Regions from separate parts of the Columba livia genome. Here region 1 is linked to region 2. A link is a contact called in public Hi-C data. All regions are on one chromosome and are shown on one strand. Each heading gives the region's core, a stretch centred on a gene start, on an enhancer-like site or on the middle of the called end of the contact. The rest is flanking DNA. Distances are from core to core; before and after follow the strand shown.

Evidence for each region. A called contact is a pair of places that touch in the nucleus more often than the background predicts.
Region 1: a Hi-C map of crop shows a contact between it and region 2, with 3 times the contacts expected there. The contact joins two enhancer-like sites. A contact is called at or near these places in 2 of 2 Hi-C or Micro-C datasets (crop and liver).

What each region holds. Positions count from the first base shown.
Region 1 is chr10:12,612,732-12,619,050 of bColLiv1.pat.W.v2, reverse strand. No RefSeq gene overlaps it. Among named protein-coding and RNA genes, the nearest start is that of PROK2, 88 kb to the left of the region's middle. Within about 2 kb of position 4,965, at least 1 of the 3 cell types and tissues checked has an H3K27ac peak away from gene starts, as active enhancers do.
Region 2 is chr10:12,447,085-12,453,050 of bColLiv1.pat.W.v2, reverse strand. It overlaps SHQ1 (SHQ1, H/ACA ribonucleoprotein assembly factor), which reads right to left. Exons shown (of 12, transcript XM_065075357.1): 10 at 5,658-5,781; 11 at 2,046-2,166. Among named protein-coding and RNA genes, the nearest start is that of GXYLT2, 25 kb to the right of the region's middle. Within about 2 kb of position 2,165, at least 2 of the 3 cell types and tissues checked have an H3K27ac peak away from gene starts, as active enhancers do.

The DNA.
Region 1 (6,319 bases), core at 3,716-6,215, 160 kb before region 2:
CATCTCAGTATTTTTTCCGGTTATCTCCGGGACGTTTATTAGATTAGGTGGTTTTATTTATGGACTCTGAAACTTTGCTGTTTCTCAGCAAAGAAGGTATTGTCTATTTCATGTTTCTTTTGTTTTTCTGGACATTTACAATTACTTATTTTGATTACTTGCTGCACAGGTACCAGGTCCCGAATACCTACAGTTTTAAATACACCCACAACACACACATCTTAGATATTTAAAATATATTTTCTGTAACAGCCTCCCTAGAGCCAGAATATCTCCATTCCCAGGTGAAACCCAAGTGTCCTAGGATTGAAACTGCTTACACAAAACAACTAAAACTAAACTTTCAAAATTGCTTATATGATCCCATCCAAGCATGCTTCATTATTTGGCATATTTAGCAGAAAGTCAGAGCTTGTTATAACTGATTTATTGAATACAAGGCTTCATAGACAGGGCTTGTTTTTCCAGTGCCTTACATGAGAATGTTATTTACCACCCCCTGCCCCCTTCCCACACCTAGATAGGCCCAGCCCATTAAAGGTGACCTTGCTAGCAGAGAAAATTCACCTGTTTGTCTGCCTCTGCTCATTGGCGAGGTTAAAATATTGTCCATGTGCCTACACGTGATTTGAATTTAGGACCAAAAGTATAGATTTTTTGCCTCTACCTAAGCCCTCAAATTTCCATGCAAGTTTTAGATTAAACGATCTGTTTAACACTGAGGCAAACCAAAACCCAAGCTGCAGGCTAAGGATCTGATCCGTACTGCAGGACCAGGGCCCAAGCAAACAGAGAGCCCACTGTGCTTCTGCCAGAAACAAAACAAGCATGGAGCAAGTTTCCAATGGAAACCAGGTGTGAAGAGTGTCTCCATCCCAAAATACTGGATGTCAGCTCTTCCTGGGCTCAGATGAATGTGTAACGTAACTCTGAGCATCAGTCACCAATCCTACAGTGCTCAGTAGTTGCTTTCCTTTGAATAGATGTGATAGGTGCATGTGCACACCTGTGTCTTATGTTCAGATTTTCTTAGGTGTACTACACCCCATGTAATGCATATTTTAAATTTCATAGGTATTTTTAATGCCTCTCTCAATTAGAAAAGATCTGGAATCAAATAACACATGAGTAAAGGCAACAGACATGATGTGGGATTTGCAAGTTTTGATGGAATTCATCTGCAATCTCTGGTGACCCTTGAAATCAAAGTTGTTTGAATTGGTTGATGCAACCAATGGATTTGGAGCTGCTCTGTAAAACAGCTGGAAGCTCAATATATCAAGCTGATTTTGAGGGGTTTTCCCCAGCATGACTACCTGTGCTGTAGTAGTGGCTTGGAGAAAGAAGCAGGAAAAGACAGACACAAGAAGATCATGTTCTCCTTCCCCTGGACCTGGACAGCAGGGGAAAGACAATGCAAGGACAAGGCTTTCCAGGAAACTGGGATGTGCTGGAGGCTGCTGATCACACCCCACACAGGGGAAGGGCACCTCAGGAAGGCACTGGGGTGCAGGAGGGCTCCCCATGGGATGAGCCAGGGAAGGGGCACACCAGGAACACACAGAGGGATGGCAACATGAGCTAGGGCTGTGACAGCAGCCTCTGCTTTATGCTAACAGCCTGAAGCTGTATCATCTATCAAGGATGCCACCTGGAAAACCACTAATAAGGAAATTCAGGCTATTCCCCAGTGGGGGAATTAGAGCTAATCACTGAAAGGCTGCCTGCCCTGCCTGTTTCAGCTTGTGAGCACAGGCAGAAACTGCTCACTGGAAGTTTTAAGTTTACCCTTGTGTCTCTGAACAGAAACTGCTGTCACTCTAATTTCTGTGTTAATGGCACCAAGCATCACCCCAGTCCACAAAGAACTGCTGCCCTGATGTCAGCTGGCAATGCCACCAGGACTGCAGTCACAAGGAACTAAGCACGAGCAATCAGGACACTGAAGGAGTGGAGCATTACAGCAGAGGCACATATAAACCTTAGCACTTGGTAGCCATCATCCTGCTTCACAGAAAAAAATGCATCTCCCACTTCTCAGGCTTTCTGTAAGAGCTCTTCCTATCTCCATTAGCACACCGGGCACGCAGCAGGGCATTGGCTACAAACAACATCATCCTTAGCTGTGATTATACCAGCTCTGCCTTTGCTGACTCCGAATTCTGCTTTTGAAGCCAGCAACTGAAGAAAACATGAAGATACAATCCTGGCTGCTACTCTACAACCATCCCTTTTTCCTTAGCTTATCTCATTTTGCATATGTAAATAACTACAGGCAAAACATCTCTGAAAGCAAACAGACAGGGGAATACACTGTATCCCCTCAAAATCAGTGGCCAGCGCAGGCAGTTTCCATTCATCCAGAAGCAAGTTTTTAATCTTTGCAAAAAGTAAAGCAGGAGAACTTCAGGACCACTTCTAGCACTAAGGATCAGGAGGATCCTCTGAGAAGCTATAGCTCTGCCATGGTTGGTGATGGCTTTGGGATGGGTACACAGCCCAAAGTCCAGTTCAGGAAATTGCTGCTGGTCCTTATGCACCTCCTGAGCAGGAACCTCACCACCACCTTTCTGGCAAAACCACAGAATGGGCATAAAATCTTTCACATGTAAAACAAGGAAGAAAAAAAAAAAAATCCACCAATACAAAGACAAAGGATCTGCTTTTGAACCTTTCTTTTAAAAGAGGAGTAGCTTTTACAGCTAAATAACATGGCTTTAGATGGAGACCTGTGTACTGAAGGATGGGACTGAGTTTGTCAGAGATGCAGGTGATGAAGGAGAATGCCTGGAAGAGAGCTGTTCTCCATGTTCAACGTTTCTCCAATCATTTTCATATTAGCATATCTCTAAGTGCATATAATTTTCACATCAAAGAATAAATTTTTAGGTATTTAAAAAGGAAAAACAGCAAAAAAAAAACCCACCCTAGGACTGAAGTAGAGAATAATTTCTTTGCTGAAGTCTTTCAAGCAGCTCCTCTCTATGGCATGACAGAAAAATTACAGAGGAGACAAGTGTTTAGAAAACTCTTATCCAGAATTCAGATTATTCTTCAAGCACATAGTAAAAAAAGGTTCAGCCAAACTGTGACAGAAAATGTAAAATAAGTCCTAGGAACACCAGCCTCCCAGCATCTTAATTCAGGAGAAACCTGCATCCTCTGCTGTTTGCTTAGGAGCTAAAGTAATCAGCATTTAGGAGCTTGTGGTGGGGAGGGAAAACCGGAGAGGAGTCTGAGCTGGGAGTGTCTCTTGCCCTTTCCCTCTGCACTGCTTTCTACAAAGGCCTTTTACTCCTCTGGGCCGGGACAAGAGCAGCATGGACAAGTGCCAGGCACTTCTCTCCAGCCCCAACCAGGTCCTTGCAGGGGCCCATTTTCTCCCCTTTGCTTCTTGAAGCAGCTCGTGAGACTGGCCTTTGGTGCTCTGTTCCAGCAATCTCAGGAACCAGGCTTGGGCAGGAGCTCTCCTTTAATGAGATTTTATTAAAAGACTCTATTACAAATAGCCACTTAAGCAAGTGAACCTTTGGAGCCTTTAGTCCATGATGTCAGTACTGTGGCTGGATGTTTCCCGGGAGTATTAAACCTGATACTAATATAGGGCTGTTCTATATGACAGCTATAAAACTGCTTAAGCATAGCAGGCAGGAGGCCAGCAGGGCTTTTTGTTGCCTATCAGGGTTTGGCTAAAGGTCTCCTGCTACAAGGCAGCAGGAAGCAGGGCTCTAGGCAAGGATTCAGCTCTCCCTTGCAAGGCTAGAAAATCCCCCAAGGGTGAAAAAATCCACATAACAAAGGCAATGTCACAAAACCTTCGCATCTGTACCCATGCTCCTTCACTTGGTGAAATTATCCAGCTCTGTGTCCAGCATGTGGGGCTCCAGCTGGAAAAAGGAGGTCCCCAAAGCAGCCTTGCATCACCACCCACAAGTCACACACCACACCAGCTCTCCCTCCACATCCCAACCACACGGTCAGTGGCTACAGGAATACTAAACATTTATCCGAAGCTGAACAGATTTATTGACACATCCATTAGCACCTTTTACACAGGCCTGGCTTTAGGCTTGCTCTCTTGTGCTCTCAGGGAGCAGCACCGCCTACCTGCCCCGTTGCACACACATCCCCAGGGCTCCATGTGTCCACCAGCAGCCGCCTGCCTGCAGCAAACTCACTTGTTTGCAAATCACACCCAAGATACACAAGGAATGCAAACCATGTTTGCCAACAGTAACTAATATTAAAACTAACAGTAAAACTGGTTTGACCCACCTGTCAGCTGGGGAGTGATAAACAGAGGGCATAATAATACACATTAATCACGTTATAATCTGCAGTTTTCCACCAATAGGTGGCACCAGCAATTTTTGAATATGCTACAACATGGCACTTCTGTTCTCTTGCCACAAGGCATCCAGCCCATCAGCATTGCACAGGAGATGGGTGGACCATCTATTGCAATACTATCACCCAGCTCCTCTTTTGAGTTAGGGAAAGATTAAAACTCCTGCAAGCCAGTTTTTCCTTCCTCAGAAAAACTTCTTTTCTGGAGTAAATCTGTCTTGGAGGAGTGTTTCAGGGAACAGTAGTTTGGAAGCTAGATGCAAATAGATCAGAAAAAATTGTTTAAAATGGAAGAACAGACTAAGCTTCCGTAGAAGGCAAACAGCAAGTATACAGTTTCACACAGCAAAAGTCAAAGCCTCTTGTAACTAAGCCTGGCCATGAAAACATCACATGAAAACATCAAAGTTACAGTCCAACACAGTTTAAATAAATGTAGTACGAGTATGTTACCTTGATTAGAACATTCAACAGAAGAAAACCTCAAACATGAACTCACGACACACATGCTCAGTCCCTGTGCACACAACAAAGGAGAAGCAACCCCAGTCAGCTCAAACCAAGCCTGCAACCATCACAGCTCTGCAGGGAAAACCCCCAGGAGCTGGAAACAGCCCCACAAGCAAAATCCCATCAGCTGTCCCACACCCACCACAGGTGCGTGGCATCTAATGGCTTCAGCTTACAACTCCACACAGCTGAATTCAGCCTGTATAAATGATTAAAGAGTCTGCAGAACATTACACAGTTCATGTAGTTAATGATTATAGTTCAGCGTCTAGGTCAGATATAATTAGATGTTACATTAAAATAGCTTCACAGAGCCATTTATTCTGATTTAATTACTTAAAATGATAGTATAATGAGCAGTGCTTTCAAAGAAAAAAGAAATCTTTTAATGAGCTCATTTTAAGTTAATATAAGGCAAATTAATCATTTAACAAAATGCAGTAAAAAGACAAGTTCATATTTTAAAATATGTTGTCCCTATGTCAAGGAGCTTAGTTTATTGCCATGCTGGGAGAGATACACAAACAGGTGGCTCTTGAAACAACACCACATCCCAAATATTGTACATCTGGAACATCTTTAAACCACTATTTCTCTCTTCCTCAGATATACCTGTTATGTCAAAGCCTTTTGAAATACAATCTGAGCAGCAGATTTATGACCATCAAACTGTGTCTTTATCCCAATGCAAAACAGAGCAATAGCCATGCAAAGCAGCTACCAGGAGCAGGGGAGCTTGTGATGAAGGGTTAATCGTGGGCTGGTTCATTAATCATTCATTTGCTGGCTCAGAAAATTAGCTTTCACTTGTTTGTTTGCTCAAGAAGTGATAAGCCCATTCCCTTGCTAGCTCATCTATTTTCTTCCCTTTGCGTTGTTTTAGAGATTTTAATCCTTTCCAATTTTTGTAATCAGTCATTTTGGTCTTTTAGCAGGAGCAGTTCCAAGCAAGCAGCAATTATTGGAGTGAAAGCAAGCAGCTCTCTGCAGGGGAGGCAGCAGGCTCTGGTTTATAGCGCTGCAGAAGCTGCATCCCTCACAGCCCCACATGGCATCTTACGCAGCATCCGAGCAGAGGTGTCCTCCTCAGCACAGCCAGAGCCACTGCTTTGCTGCTGCAAAGGGGACTCCCTGCACTTGCACAGGCATTGGAATGAACATCTCAGGTTAAAAAGCAAGTCAAGACAGTGTTTGCAGGTCATCTCCCAGTCACTGCCATTCACCCTCTTCTCACCTGAAACTGCAGCCTCACCAAGCTGCAAATGAAAACCTTAGAGATATTTGTGGAAGGAGTAGAGGGAATCCTACTCCCACCCATATTTTTTTCTCTGCATAAAGGAAGAAACAGCAACAACACAAACCTTCTCAATAAAATGTTTGCAAACATTTCCATAGCTGTCTTCCAGCTCAGGGATCACCTGGATACCTTGGTGAGCAAGCAGAGGCTGACTGTAAAGCAGCA
Region 2 (5,966 bases), core at 916-3,415:
AAAACTCTCCACAGATTTTGAAAGCACTCTGGGACTATAGCTATGAAAAGACAGGAGAAAATGGAGACAAAGAAAGTTAATGAAGCTTGCACAGAGCAAAGAATGGCTAAGAAACAAAACAGAGAAAGTATCCAGACTGATCGGACATGCAAATAACTTCATGGAAAGACCACCACAGAGATACCTTCCCCTCCCAAAACTCTTTCACCACAAAGGCAATTACCAGAGGGATGTCATAACCTTCTTGCCCTGGAATGGAAGCTGCACCACCCTCCTCTCCAGCGCCTTACTCACCATGGGCAGCTGGGAGCCCTTGTCCTCAGTAGACAAGTCACCACCCATTTCTGTATCTGTTATGGTATTTTCTGAATGATGAGTGAACTTCATTGTTCCCTTCAACATTAAGGGAGAAAACAAAGGTCCCTGTTTGCTTCGCACATGCTTAAATTCAAACGTGCTCCACTGCTAAACTGAACAGGAATGACTTAAGCAGATGCTTAAATGCTTTCCTGATTCAGACCCTAAAAATAGGAACGGTTTCTGCAGATCCTCTTTCTCTTGTTCTCCTAATGACAGACAGCTATTGTGCCATGTCATTACGACAATCAAAAGGCTTAATTGCCCTCTTTCTAGAAGCTGTCAGTTCTGCTTAACTGGTACATAATGTATGCGTCTAGGAGTAAATGTGTTAATGTATCAGTCACTTATATCTACCATACATTTTCCTCTGCTGTATTTAAAGAAAGCCTTGTTTTTCATAACTGACTTGCTAGACATTATATCCATTGATATGGACAGCAGTGATATTACTGTCTTGTGACTCATTTCTTCGTGAAAGATGCATTAAATATCTTTCTCCTTCTTCATTTACTGCACCTTTTCAACTCAATTTCAACCTGAATGTGAATTTCCCCGTAGCTGTACTTAAGGTGTGGCCAAAAAAGGCCTCCTCAAAAATAACAATGTAAAATGAACTGTCTGTTCCTGGAACTACTCAGGATTAATGAATCAAAATTTTTGGAAACAACTGTAGTTGCTTTAGAATATTTTGTGCATTGTTACCCATAGGTACATAGTCACTGAAAGTAAACAAAGAATCAACAGTATCTACAACATGTAATCCACAGCTATGAACTGAAGACCTTTAATACTCTAAGTACTACCAGTAAGGTCACACCTAAAAGTACAGCCCATGCAAGCTGTCTCAACTCTCTTTTGTATCCCCCTTCTGACCATGATTAACACTAAGTTCTCTCTCTATTCCCTCACTGCTTCTTATGTCTTGTGCACTCAAGAAGTTATTTCTTCTCTCACAGTATCTCATTAAACTCTGCACTGGAATGCAAAGACTATTTTTAACCCATGTTTTATGAGTCCGTATGTTGCTTTATTAACAAACAAGACAATGACATTTTTTGTTTATATTAGGAGTGCCTCCCTATTCAGATAAATATGACTGCAACTCATATACACACTTTTGTGGGCCTTCAGAGAAGGCTGTGAAGACATAAATAGGGAGGGAGAAAAACAGAAGCTGTATGAAAAATATAATAAATCTGACGAGAACAATATAAAGATTTGAACATGAAGCTTTCTTTGATCATTTAATCCATTTCTCACTGTTTTTAAGCCATTAAAGCATGCTGATAATTCCAACCAGCCCGGCTGCAAAGTTCCCGATACTTTAGAAATGAGGAAATAAGTCACAGAGGTGAGACACAGAGTTGCTGAAGTGCGGGGACTTTGTCTGGAAGTGGCACAGTCGCTGTTTTCCCCCAAACCATTAATATATCAATAAAAATTCATATTTTTATTTCAAATAAACGCAATTCCTCTCTCTCTTCTCCAATGATGTCACTACATCAAAAAAAAATGCACTGAATGTCTCTGTTTATGTAGTAAGACTAGCTGGATAGCCAAGGTTAAAAGGACCGATCACATTTCCATATATAGGAGATCACATTTCTTTTGATTTTACTGATACTTGTTCATAGATTAAGTATGCTAAAAACATTTCCCACATCAATAACTGCTTAAGAACTTACTTGGTTTTTTGAATCCAGATGCAATAGTCTGTAATGAAGAGATCATTAAGGATGTAGGCAGGGTCATTCTCCCTAAAAATCTGGTGAATATCCAGCAGACACTTCAAAACTGCAGCTTTTCCTGGAAAGAGATTTTTACTTTTGTAATTCACTAGAAGTCGTAACAGACGATCTTTATCATCTTCTCACCTTTGAGGCTTTAATAACCACGCTATCTACAATTATCTTGTAAATTTAAGTTGATTCACAGTCTCAGAAGGGCAGTAATATGACGATGCCCTTCAGTATCCACATCCATGTGGATGCCGAGCCTCTGAATTTAGTAGGAATCTCCGTGCAAGACTTAAGCCTCAAGACACAGTCATGCATGTAATTCTCTGCAGCTGAAGCCCCTTCCCCCAGCTTTTCCACTTCCCTGAGCTGTGTCCAGCCCAGACTTTAGCACACTCATACAGCACACCATGTAAAAGCAAATAAACAAAAAAGTAACTTGCAAATAAAGAAGAATTATACCCCATCATTTTTCTGAAGACAGAGAAAGCCTGTTTCCCTGTATGCCTACACAAACACCTGTTCTGGAAAATAATGAGGATAGAAACAGCCCACAGCAGGACCCAGCACACAGAAGCCACAGCAATTGTGTAAAACAATGTAAGCGATCCCGTTGGCTGACGTCTAACCGCAGCCTTAAAGCCGGACTTTTCCTGCTTCTGTTAGTTACAGAGCAATTTGGCAAACCGAGCCTCCAAAAGAAAAACTCACTTCAGGCTCAAGAAGGTGCCATTTGACATACAGTTGATAAATTCCACAACCAGAAATCTTTTTGATGTCACTTTAATTTTATTCATTATGCAACCATTGTTTATGAGGAAGAGAACTAACTAATGTAACCTTCAGTTGGTTGGAATCTCATCTCTTAGTTTTCTGATGAAGGTTGCTAAAGGGTTAAGTGCTGCAACACTGAAAAAGAAAAAATTCACTGTTTAATGGTGGGGGGAACGGGCCATTCAAATGAAAACAGCCACTACTGCAAATAGAATCTAATAACCCTCTCCCAAGAGGCTGGCTCCTCCTGGGCTATGAAACCTGAACAGGGATGAAATTACATTTTCACAGATTAAAAAAAAGAAAGAGAGAGAGATCAGAACTCCCCCTGCTGTTCAAACACAAAATTTATTTGTTTTAAATAATCCCACGCCAAAAAAATATAGAGAGAAAATGAAAGTTAAAGAAAGTGGGAGATGGCAATAAGGAGAAAGAACCTGGAGAGTAAAAAGCCATGGCAAATAGAACTGAAAAACCCACTGGTTTTGTAGAGAGCAATTGAACAAGTGTCAGGAAAGAACGCAAAAGAAAAAAAAAATCCCAAATATAACTGCTTAACTTCTGGATTGTATCACCATCAATGCTTGTCAAGCCAAGCTTGTCAAACCTAACTATTTTGACTAAAAAGAAGCCTGCTCTTTTAAAAATAAATGATATCTGGAATTGAAATTTTGCTAATTTTTGTAAGGTTCTACCTGTCAAGCTGCCAGCCTGAACCATTTACAACATCCACTGCAGCTACTCATCTGCCAAGTAACAATGTAAATTAGTGACTATAACACTAATTCTCAATAAATTGGTTTTAGGTCCTCTTGCATATGTTATTTTAGTTCTCCACTTGTTGTTAGGAAAATAAGACGGTTCTAAACAACAGCCAAATAGGACTGTTGATAAAAAACAAGTCCTGAATACCATAAAAACGATTCTGTTGAAAAATATATAATTTTTTAAAATATTTCATTTAAAACTGAAGAATAAAAAATGGACTACACACCACATATTTGTAGTTTTGTTTTGTTTTACTTTCAGGAGTGGAGCTGTCATCATCTCATGGTTGGACTCTATGATCTTGAGGGTCTCTTCTAACCAAAATAATTCTATGATCTTAATGACTGCAAGTTATTTGTTCAGCAGTGACGTTCCTTTTACATATGCCCTGTTTATCCCAGACAGCTTTCATGTAACAGTACAACTTTTCAAACCTATGGTTACTCCAGCTTCAGTTGTGGAATTGTACACAACCATGTTTCTATATTGAGTTGTTAAAGTTACTTACAACTTCTCTATTTATTGTGAGTTACTACTTTCAAAAAAAGCATCCAGTGTTCAACTTTTTTTTTTGGCAGAAGAGTCACTGAGAAGCAGAACTTAGTGGTTTTCTTCCAATGCTTGTGAGTTGCAAAATTAAAAACAAAACCAAACCCAAGCAAACAAACAAAAGCCCACAAAAAACAAACAAAGCCAACCAACCAAAACAAAAAACCCACAAACAAATGCAAGACACAGATTTTGGCCTCTGCTCCTAAGACAGGAAAATTATATAGGAAGCACTAAAAGAACAATGATGCAAAACAAGTTTCAATGCTGATACAAATTCAGGATTTCAGTTCTTCCCAGGTTACCACTGGACTTACCACAGAGTCATCTCAAACACTTTGCTTTAATCCTACAAAGAACTTGAACACTGAATATCAACCACAAAACTACCCCTTGCCCTCAAATGTGTGGTTAGGAATGGCAACTCTAAACTGGCACACACAATGGAAGAATTTAGGAATTAAGATGGCTGGAAACTGAATACAGTTACTTTGAACAGGAAAAAAAATATAATGGACTGGCTCAAGTTAAAAAACAAACATAACAGAAGATCTAATTCTAGAAAAAGAAAGTGGCAAGGGGGGCTGGAACTCAACATTAAGGTAAGCTTCCTGTCAAAATTCTAAAGAAGTAATTCTTCCAAACAGTAATTCATGCAACAAAGCTGCAAAATGAACTGCAAAAGCATGATGAGGAGAACTTGGTCAGACAGAACAGCTGGAGCAACTGAAGAAGATGCTTTTAAAACTTCCCTTAGGTGGGAATAAATCATGGAAGTAATCAGAAATCTGTCAATCTTTTCTAACAGGGCTTCAGTCAGATAATTAAAGATGAACAGAAGACAACTGGACTCCAGCTACACTTGCAACAAAAACTGACCCTGCTTTGAAATAAAAACTTAAGACACCTTTAGAATAAGGTCTAAGCCAATTATAGTATCTAACCTACCGTAACAAAAGCTTCATTAATATGGTCTTTTCCACCAGAAAAATCTGTTCACAGACAGACAAATACAGTATAGAGAAAAATACTTCAAAAATCAACACAACATGAACAATTACAATAAACTATTATTTTCTCTGAAGACCTTTTCCCTAAAGCTTTACAAATCACAGCTGGAATATCCCAATTTATTAAGATACAAGATCTGATAAAAGACTTTTCTCAGGATGAGACATTCATAACAGTTCTTATGTGTGGATTTTCTGGCATGAATAATACAGCTGAATTCACACCACAACTGCACGTATTGTTCACTGGCTAATAAATGAGTTGCTCTGGGGAGCATTTTCCTGGTAAGGACATCAATTTTGTTCTCTCCACAGTCCCATTTTCACTAAACCACAAGATGTCCAGGAATGTTGATATCTATCAAGTTTGGGTGAAATTGGCCAAAAAAGTTATTAAAAAGACAGACATACAAACAATGTGGCTACATAGTCATCACTTCCAATCTGTACAAAAACATACCTAGTTGCAGTATCATGACTGTATCATTGAAGGCACGTGCCACTAATCCGAAGTGTCTGTGCAGGGGATAGCAGAGCACTCTTCTTCCAAAAGATACCAGGACGTCATGAATGCTGGTGAAACTCTGTGTGTATTAGTGAAAAATCTGCATTACTCTTTGTGCTTTTCAGTACAAAGAATTAGGGTTTTTTTTTTATTTCTCCTTTAAAAATGAAAGTCATAGCAGCATAGCAAGAAAAGCACATTTTAATATATTATGCATCTAAAAATCTGTGGTTTAATAAATATGGATATCAAGATGTTACACAA